Regions from separate parts of the Mus musculus genome. Here region 1 is linked to region 2. Evidence: chromatin contacts called from public Hi-C data. All regions are on one chromosome and are shown on one strand. Each heading gives the region's core, a stretch centred on a gene start, on an enhancer-like site or on the middle of the called end of the contact. The rest is flanking DNA. Distances are from core to core; before and after follow the strand shown.

Region 1 (3,699 bases), core at 407-2,906, 290 kb before region 2:
GGCTGTCAGTTCCTCGAGTATGTTAATAACCCATAGAAAGGCTCAGCGAGCAACCGCTGAGCTCAGAACGACTCAGGAGTGATGCACACGCAAGGAGAGATGCTCAGGTAGTCAGGCTGTCCAGCCTTAAATGTGATGGAGAAGTGGAAAAGACAGAAAAATGGAGCAGCATGCACGCTATAGAGAGAGGCAGAACTGGAGCATAATGTCAGGACAGGTGTGAAAGAGGGCTGAGGTGTGTGTGTGTGTGTGTGTGTGTGTGTGTGTGTGTGTGTGTGTGTGTGTGTATGTGAGAGAGAGATAGAGGCCTGGGGTAAGGAATGGTTATCCTTATCCGCTGGAGTGTCATCCTCGAAGGACCACTGTGGTCTCTGATGCCACCAGAGGTCATGTTGTTGTCTGTGGCCCATGCTGCTGCTCCAGGCCGAGATCCACGTGGGCTTATGTCATCTGTGCCTCTGACTGAAGCCTTGGTGATGTCCTCTGCCTTCGCTGCCTGGGGAGGTGGGGGTAGATGTGGGTATGAGTGACTTGAAGCAGTGTTGAAGCTCGTGGTTCACATTGCTGCTGAGGGCCATGAGGGAGTCAGTTTGTAAAACGATCTTATTCTCTGCTCTAAGTGTCCTCTCGGAAACTTACTGCCTCAGTCTGTTAACCTATGCCTACTTCTGCAAACCTTTAGCTCTGTACAATCTTATCTAGGCCTACATTGTTATCGCCTCTGAGACTTACTTCGGAATAAGCTCACCCTTTCTTGTCCTTTCTAAGGTCTGGCTGGCTGGTTCAACTCAGCTGTTCTGTCTCAAAGTCCTCACCAAGCTGACTGACTCAATCTGGCTTCTCTCTGTCTGTCCTCTGATTTTTTTTTCTCTGCTAGCCTCAGACTAATTCTGTCAGTCTATTCTAATCTTCTGCTCCTTCTCATTCTCTGGCTTGCTCTGTCTTCACCTGTGTCTAGATTGTTCTCTCTCTGCATCCCGTCTCTGTACAACTGTCCTGGTAAAACTGTCTCCTCTCCTTGCTCCGCCCTGCCCTGTAAGTAGCATCCCTTTCCTCTCTCTTCTCCTGAGAATTGGGCGTATCCTATTCTGTCAGATCTTTCTCTGATCTGTCACTTTGTCTGCCACTCAATTAGACATTGCTTTCAAATATGGGTGCTTTGTGCTACAAACTAACTTAACCTTCACTGTTTGGGATTAAAGATGTGTGTGCTAAGGAGTCAGCCACACCACAACTAGAAACAGGTTTTTGTTTGTTTGTCAGTAAATAACACAATCTCAGCGGTCACAGAGTGATCAAGTATCCTGCAACTGTCGGTGGCGCTGGTGGTGCTGATATGTCCATGACCCAAGGGCACGCCGATGTCCAAGATCTTTCTACAGCCTGAATCCATGGGCCGTAATGCCATGGGGTGGGGGGGCCATACTAATGAGAGCTGCCTGTGCTACCACCTGAGCCCAGGGTGACATAAGGTTCATGCTGCCCTCATGGAAGGCCATGCCTGGGTCTGAGGTCCTACTACACCAGGATCTGTGGCCTGTGCTTCCATCTAGGGCCATGTGGATGTTGGGGGCGAGGCCTGTGTTGTTGCGTTTGTGGTTTGTGCTGTTCATCACCAGAAACCACGTGGAAGCCCATGACCTATGCTCTCCCTCACTGTAAAGATCGAGGAAGTTATTTTTTGTACTGCCATCTGACTGCAAGGGTACAGTTGAGGAAGAGGGACCTGAAAGGCTTCTGTGACAACAAAAGTAACAGCCGAAACAGGAAGCCATCGAAGAGAACTCTTTAAAAAGTGATAAGGAAGCTGACAGCATACAGCTTTCTGCCATTGAGAGCCTCCGGCGGGGTTCGTGGGAGGGGAAGGGCTCACTTCTATTTAAGGGGCAGACCACAGAGTTCGACCATGCTCCAGCAAGTAGACAGATAACACAAAGTGGACTTGTCTATTTTCTTTTTTTCTAGTTTTTAAAATCTTTTTGGAGTATGAGAGGTCATAAGGCTTGGGGGGAGGGGACAGATATGGAAGGACTGGGAACGGGATTAGGGTGCATGATGGGAAATTCCAGAAGAATCAATAAAAAAATAAAAAAATAAAAAAAAAGCACTGACTGCTCTTCCAGAAGACCCAGGTTCAATTCCCAGCACCCACATAGCAGCTCACAACCATGTATAACTCCAGTTCCAGAGATCTGACTTTTTTTTTTTTTTTGGCTTTCTTGGGTACAAAGCACACAAGTAATGCACATTTATACATGCCAAGAAGACAACCACACACATAAGATAAATAAGTAAATTTTTAAAATTTTAAAATAGAGGCTGGAAACATCACGCAGGAGTTAAGAGCACCTACTATTCTCACAGTAGTTCATGGTAGCCACAGTAGACATTTCTCAACTGCCTGTAACTCCAGCCTCAGGGCATCAACACCCTCTTCTGGCTCCATAGATTACTGGCTCCACTATTGTGCACACACCCATCCCCCCCCCGCCCCAAAATGTTGATCATGATCAGGAGCTGGGCATGGTGGCATATACCTTTAAATCTAGCACCTGGAAGCTGGGGTAGGTGGAAAGTGAGTTCAGGGCCAGCCTGGTCTACATAGACAATTCCAGGATACCTAGGGCTACACAGAGAGACTGTCTCAAAGAACCAGAAAAGAAAAGAAGACAGAAAGAAAGACAGAACCATACACATATACATGCCAATTTTTTGTGTGTTTTTTTTTCCTGGGGGTTGGTACGGGAGGTTGTTGGGGGATTTTTGTTTTTGTTTTTTGTTTTTGGAGACAGGGTTTCTTTATGTAGCCCTGGCTGTCGTAGAACTCACTCGCTGGCCTTGAACTTAGAGATCCACCTGCCTCTGTTTCCTGGGTGCTAGGATTCAAAGGTGTGCACTACCACCACCCACCTCAATTTTTTTTTTAACGAAATTTTTTCCCTCAACTCAAACTCTGTCTCTCTAGGCTGTGTAGACATGAGAGGGCAGAACATGCAATTTTAAGAACTAGTTTACTGCCTTGATCTGTGACTGAGATCCTAGAACATATGGTGTGGAGCCTTTTCTCATCTAGCTCTGCCCTATCTTGGCATCGGATGGGCTGAGATGACGTCACTGGCCCAACTAGGCCATTTGGGAGCAGCAGAGCTTCAGTCTAGTCTGGCTTTGCCACTCTGTGCTGTCCGAATGGCTACTCCTATCCCTTACAGATGAGAGGCGTGGTCAGAGAACTGGAGACATTTGCCCAGGCTCCCAAGGTGTCCCAGAGGGACTTCTCATCCTGTGTCTCCTCACACAATCCTGCTGGTCCTGCTCATCATGGTTGTGCGAATCTCAGGTGCGACTGCCCCATCTCGTCATCTGTGAAGAGCTCATGAAACTTCTTCTGTACAACAACGGTTGATATCAGGGTCACACAGAATAATAAATGACACATATCCAAACTAGGACATCTGCCTTAGCGCAGCGCTGTTAACTGAACGGCTGGCTTGAGCTGGCTCCTCCATCTTCCTGTTGGGGTCTCTCTCTCTCTTTTTTTTTCTGTTCCAAGATCTAACTCAGGACACCACCTTGCATGGAGAGTCTTGTCGCCTCAACTGGGGCCATTTCTGTAACGAAGTAGCTGGGTGATTGCTTTCCACCGCTTCCTCCAGCCAGTCTTCTCCGAATGAGCAAAATACAAACAAGAGGTGAGCAGTA
Region 2 (3,542 bases), core at 177-2,676:
TGCATATGTGCCTACATGCCTGAAGAGGGCACCAGATCCCGTTACAGATGGTTGTGAGCCACCATGTTCTTGGTGGGAATTGAACTCAGGACCTCTGTAAGAGCAGTCAGTGCTCTTAACCTCTGAGCCATCTCTCCAGTCCAAGCTCGCTTACTTCTTTCTGTCTGTCTTTCTTTCTCTCTTTCTTTCCAAGCTTCTTTTTTTTTCTTTCTTTTTTAAGACTTATTTATTTATTTTATGTATGTGAGTACACTGTAGCTGTACAGAAAGTTATGAGCCTTCATGTGGTTGTTGGGAACTGAATTTTTAGGACCTCTGCTTGCTCGCTCCGATCAACTCTGCTCGCTCAGGCCCAAAGATTTATTTATTATATGTAAGTACACTGGCTGACTTCAGACACACCAGAAGAGGGCGTCAGATCTCATTATGGGTGGTTGTGAGCCACCATGTGGTTGCTGGGATTTGAACTCAAGACCTTCAGAAGAGCAGTCAGTGCTCTTACCTGCTGAGCCATCTCTCCAGCCCCAAGCTTATTTCTTTCTTTTTTTTTTTTTTAGATTTATTTTATTTATTATACATAAGTACACTGTAGCTGTCTTCAGACATACCAGAAAAGGGCGTCAGATCTCATTATGGGTGGTTGTGAGTCACCATGTGGTTACTGGGATTTAAACTCAGGACCTTTGGAAGAACAGTCAGTGCTCTTACCCACTGAGCCATCTCACCAGCCCCTAAGCTTATTTCTTAATATCACCAAATTTTCTGTCTTACTATGGTGTGTGTACACACCTGTTCTTTGTTCTTGGTTCTGTGGTTCTTGAGGTTGAACCCTGGGCCTCACACATGCTCCAGGTGTCCTACCATTCAGACATAGCCCTGGCATAGTGTTTTTCGTCAATGGCCCTTTTTCCATTGTTAATCTAGGCCCGTTTGTACTATTCCCATCTTCATCTATCTGCTAGCTAGTCCACTTGTACTATTATGCATGCTCTAGTAGTCCCACAAGGCTTTCCCCGTGCCCTCTCCTTTACTGAGCTCCTTCCATATAACCTCTATTTTTTTATTTTTGTATCTCTAATGTCTCTGCCACTTGCTTTTGCACACATGTACCAATTACCCATAAGTACTTTACAAGGCATTTAAATGGGGCCTAGAGGGCAGAAGATCTAATGATAATAATTACTATTTATGGGGCCAGACATAGTGGTATATGCCTTTAGTTCCAGCACTTGGGAAGCAGAGGCAGATAGATCTCTGAATTCAAGGCCAGCCTGGTCTGAGTTTAGGACAGCCAAAGCTACATAGTGAGACTCTTTCTCATAAAAACAAACAAAAAATTACTATTTATGGGGCTGGAGTGATAGCTTATCAGTTAAAAGCACTTGTTGCTCTTGTAAAGGAGCCAAGTTTAATTTCTAGCTCCCACTTCAGGTAGCTCACAATAGTTTGTAACTTCAGTATTGTGCACATGCATACATGTAGACAAAATACTCATGTGAATAAAATAAGTCTGTTTTTTAAGTGTGTATATTATTTTTTGGTTTTGGGACAGTGTCTTATATAGACCAGTCTGTCTTTGAACTTGCTGTGTAGTCAGGAATAAGTTGATTTCCTGCTTCCATCTCCCAAGTACTTGTATGACAGGAGTGTGTCACCATGCCATCTTGTAATTAAAAAAATATAATGAAACAGGAATGGTAGGAGGTAAAAGTAGCTTTTATTCTCCTATTGGGAATTGTTGTCTCAGAAGTGTACTGCCTCCGTCTGCTAACCTTGGCTTTGCCCTGGAAGCTTCTAGCCTCCTGTAATCTTATCTAAGCCTAGATTGTTTTCAGCCTCTGAGACTTACTGCGGAATAAGTTCACCCTTTCTTTTTCTTTCCGAGCCCTGACTGGCTGGTTCAGCTCAGCTGTTTTGGCTCGATCTCCTCTCCACACTAACTGATTCAATCTGGCTTCTCTGTCTCTCTGCTTCTCCTGAACTGCTCTGCTTGGCCTCAAACTAACTTTGGCTGCTCTGCTCTTCTGTTCCTTCTCGTTCTCTGGCCCATTCTTCACCTGTGTCTAGTTTGTTCTCTCTCGAACCTGTCTCTGTAAAACTCTCCCGTTGGGAGAACACCAAGTCCCAGAAGTTACCTGTCCTCTAGCCTCCTATAGGTGCACTGTGGTGTGTTTGAGCCCATGCACACACATAATCAATTATCTTTTTTTACAATGTAATTTAAAAACAATTAAGTTTGAGGTTAACCTAGGTTACTTTGTAGTCCGTGTTCTAATAAAACAAACAACCAAGAGGACTCAACACTTGCCTACCATTCATTCAGGCTCTACCATCTCTCATTCCTCCCACCCCAGGGCTACATGACACTGTCTCCAAAACTTAAAAGAGAACAAGGATGTTAAGTCTGTTTGAAAGACCCCCGAGGTGGGTGGTCAATCAATCTGAGGAGACCCTCCCAAGGATCAGCGAGACCACGATTCGGATGTAATCAGCAAGAGGCTTTATTGGGAACACGGGTACCCGGGCGACTCAGTCTGTCGGAGGACTGGCGCGCCGAGTGTGGAGTTCTTACCCTTTTTATAGGGCTGGGGCTGGGGAGCAAAAAGCGCGGGTACAGAAGCGAGAAGCGAGCTGAGTGGTTAGTTCAAATCAAGGCTTGGGGTATTTCCTGGTCATTTGGGGAACCTGAAACTGAGGTGGGACTTTTTCAGAAACTGTTGCTGGTTCCGCTTTATCTGGGTACCATCTGTTCTTGGCCCTGAGCCGGGGCCCAGGCGCTTGACCACCGATATCCTGTTTGGCCCTTGTCCTAGTATTATTCAGCCTTGATTTGTAACTGTTAATCTTTAACTGAACTTCCTTGTAACTTTTGAGAGCTCAGCTCTGGTACTTTTTCATGCCTTGCAAAATGGCGTTACTGCAGCTAGCTTGCTAAGCCTTATGGTGGGGTCTTTCATTCCCCCCTCTTTCTGGAAACTGAATAAAATCTTTTATTCACGTGATTTCACTTCTTCTGGATCTATTGATTTGAGTTGGTGATACTGTTGGGTCAGAACCAGGGCCTGCACCACCGAAATTCTGTCTTTTACAAACTGGACCAAGCGGTTGAGAATACAGGGTCCGAGGAGTAGGATTAATAAAAGTATTATCAAGGGGCCCATAATGGTGGATATCAAGGTCGTGAACCATGGGGACCTGTTAAACAGTCTCTCAAACCACCCTTGTAACATTGAAGACCTGGTGAGGGCTGTCACGTTGTACCGAGGCTCCTGCCCTCACTAAGATCCCCATAACTATCAGGGGGCCCCACGGGTTAATCTTATCTTTAAGGGATTTTGAGAACGCTGGACCTTCCATGCTGTTCCGGCTGGAGGAGTTGTCGCCGCCTTTACGTGAGCGGCGTGTATCCACGCAGAGATGCCGTCTACTTTGAGAGCGGTGGGGGTGGTCAGCAGGACGGTGTAGGGTCCTTTCCAGCGGGGTTCTAAGTTCTTAGTCTGGTGCCGGCGTACCCACACGGCGTCACCGACACGGAAGGGGTG

What was found. Hi-C and Micro-C count contacts between places; a contact is called where the count stands out from the background.
Region 1: a Hi-C map of the G1E-ER4 cell line shows a contact between it and region 2, with 3 times the contacts expected there. The contact joins two enhancer-like sites. A contact is called at or near these places in 4 of 39 promoter capture datasets (the 3T3-L1 cell line, HPC-7-derived erythroid cells, hematopoietic stem and progenitor cells and 1 more), 1 of 484 Hi-C or Micro-C datasets (the G1E-ER4 cell line) and 2 of 9 other capture datasets (adipose tissue and pancreatic islet).

What each region holds. Positions count from the first base shown.
Region 1 is chr4:134,458,483-134,462,181 of GRCm38.p6, reverse strand. No RefSeq gene overlaps it. Among named protein-coding and RNA genes, the nearest start is that of Stmn1, 8.0 kb to the left of the region's middle. Within about 2 kb of position 1,656, at least 70 of the 459 cell types and tissues checked have an H3K27ac peak or open chromatin away from gene starts, as enhancers often do. A contact at or near this core is called in the G1E-ER4 cell line and hematopoietic stem and progenitor cells, where this site is marked.
Region 2 is chr4:134,163,570-134,167,111 of GRCm38.p6, reverse strand. All of the region lies in intron 3 of Cep85 (centrosomal protein 85), which reads left to right. Among named protein-coding and RNA genes, the nearest start is that of Cep85, 22 kb to the left of the region's middle. Within about 2 kb of position 1,426, at least 52 of the 459 cell types and tissues checked have an H3K27ac peak or open chromatin away from gene starts, as enhancers often do. A contact at or near this core is called in the G1E-ER4 cell line and hematopoietic stem and progenitor cells, where this site is marked.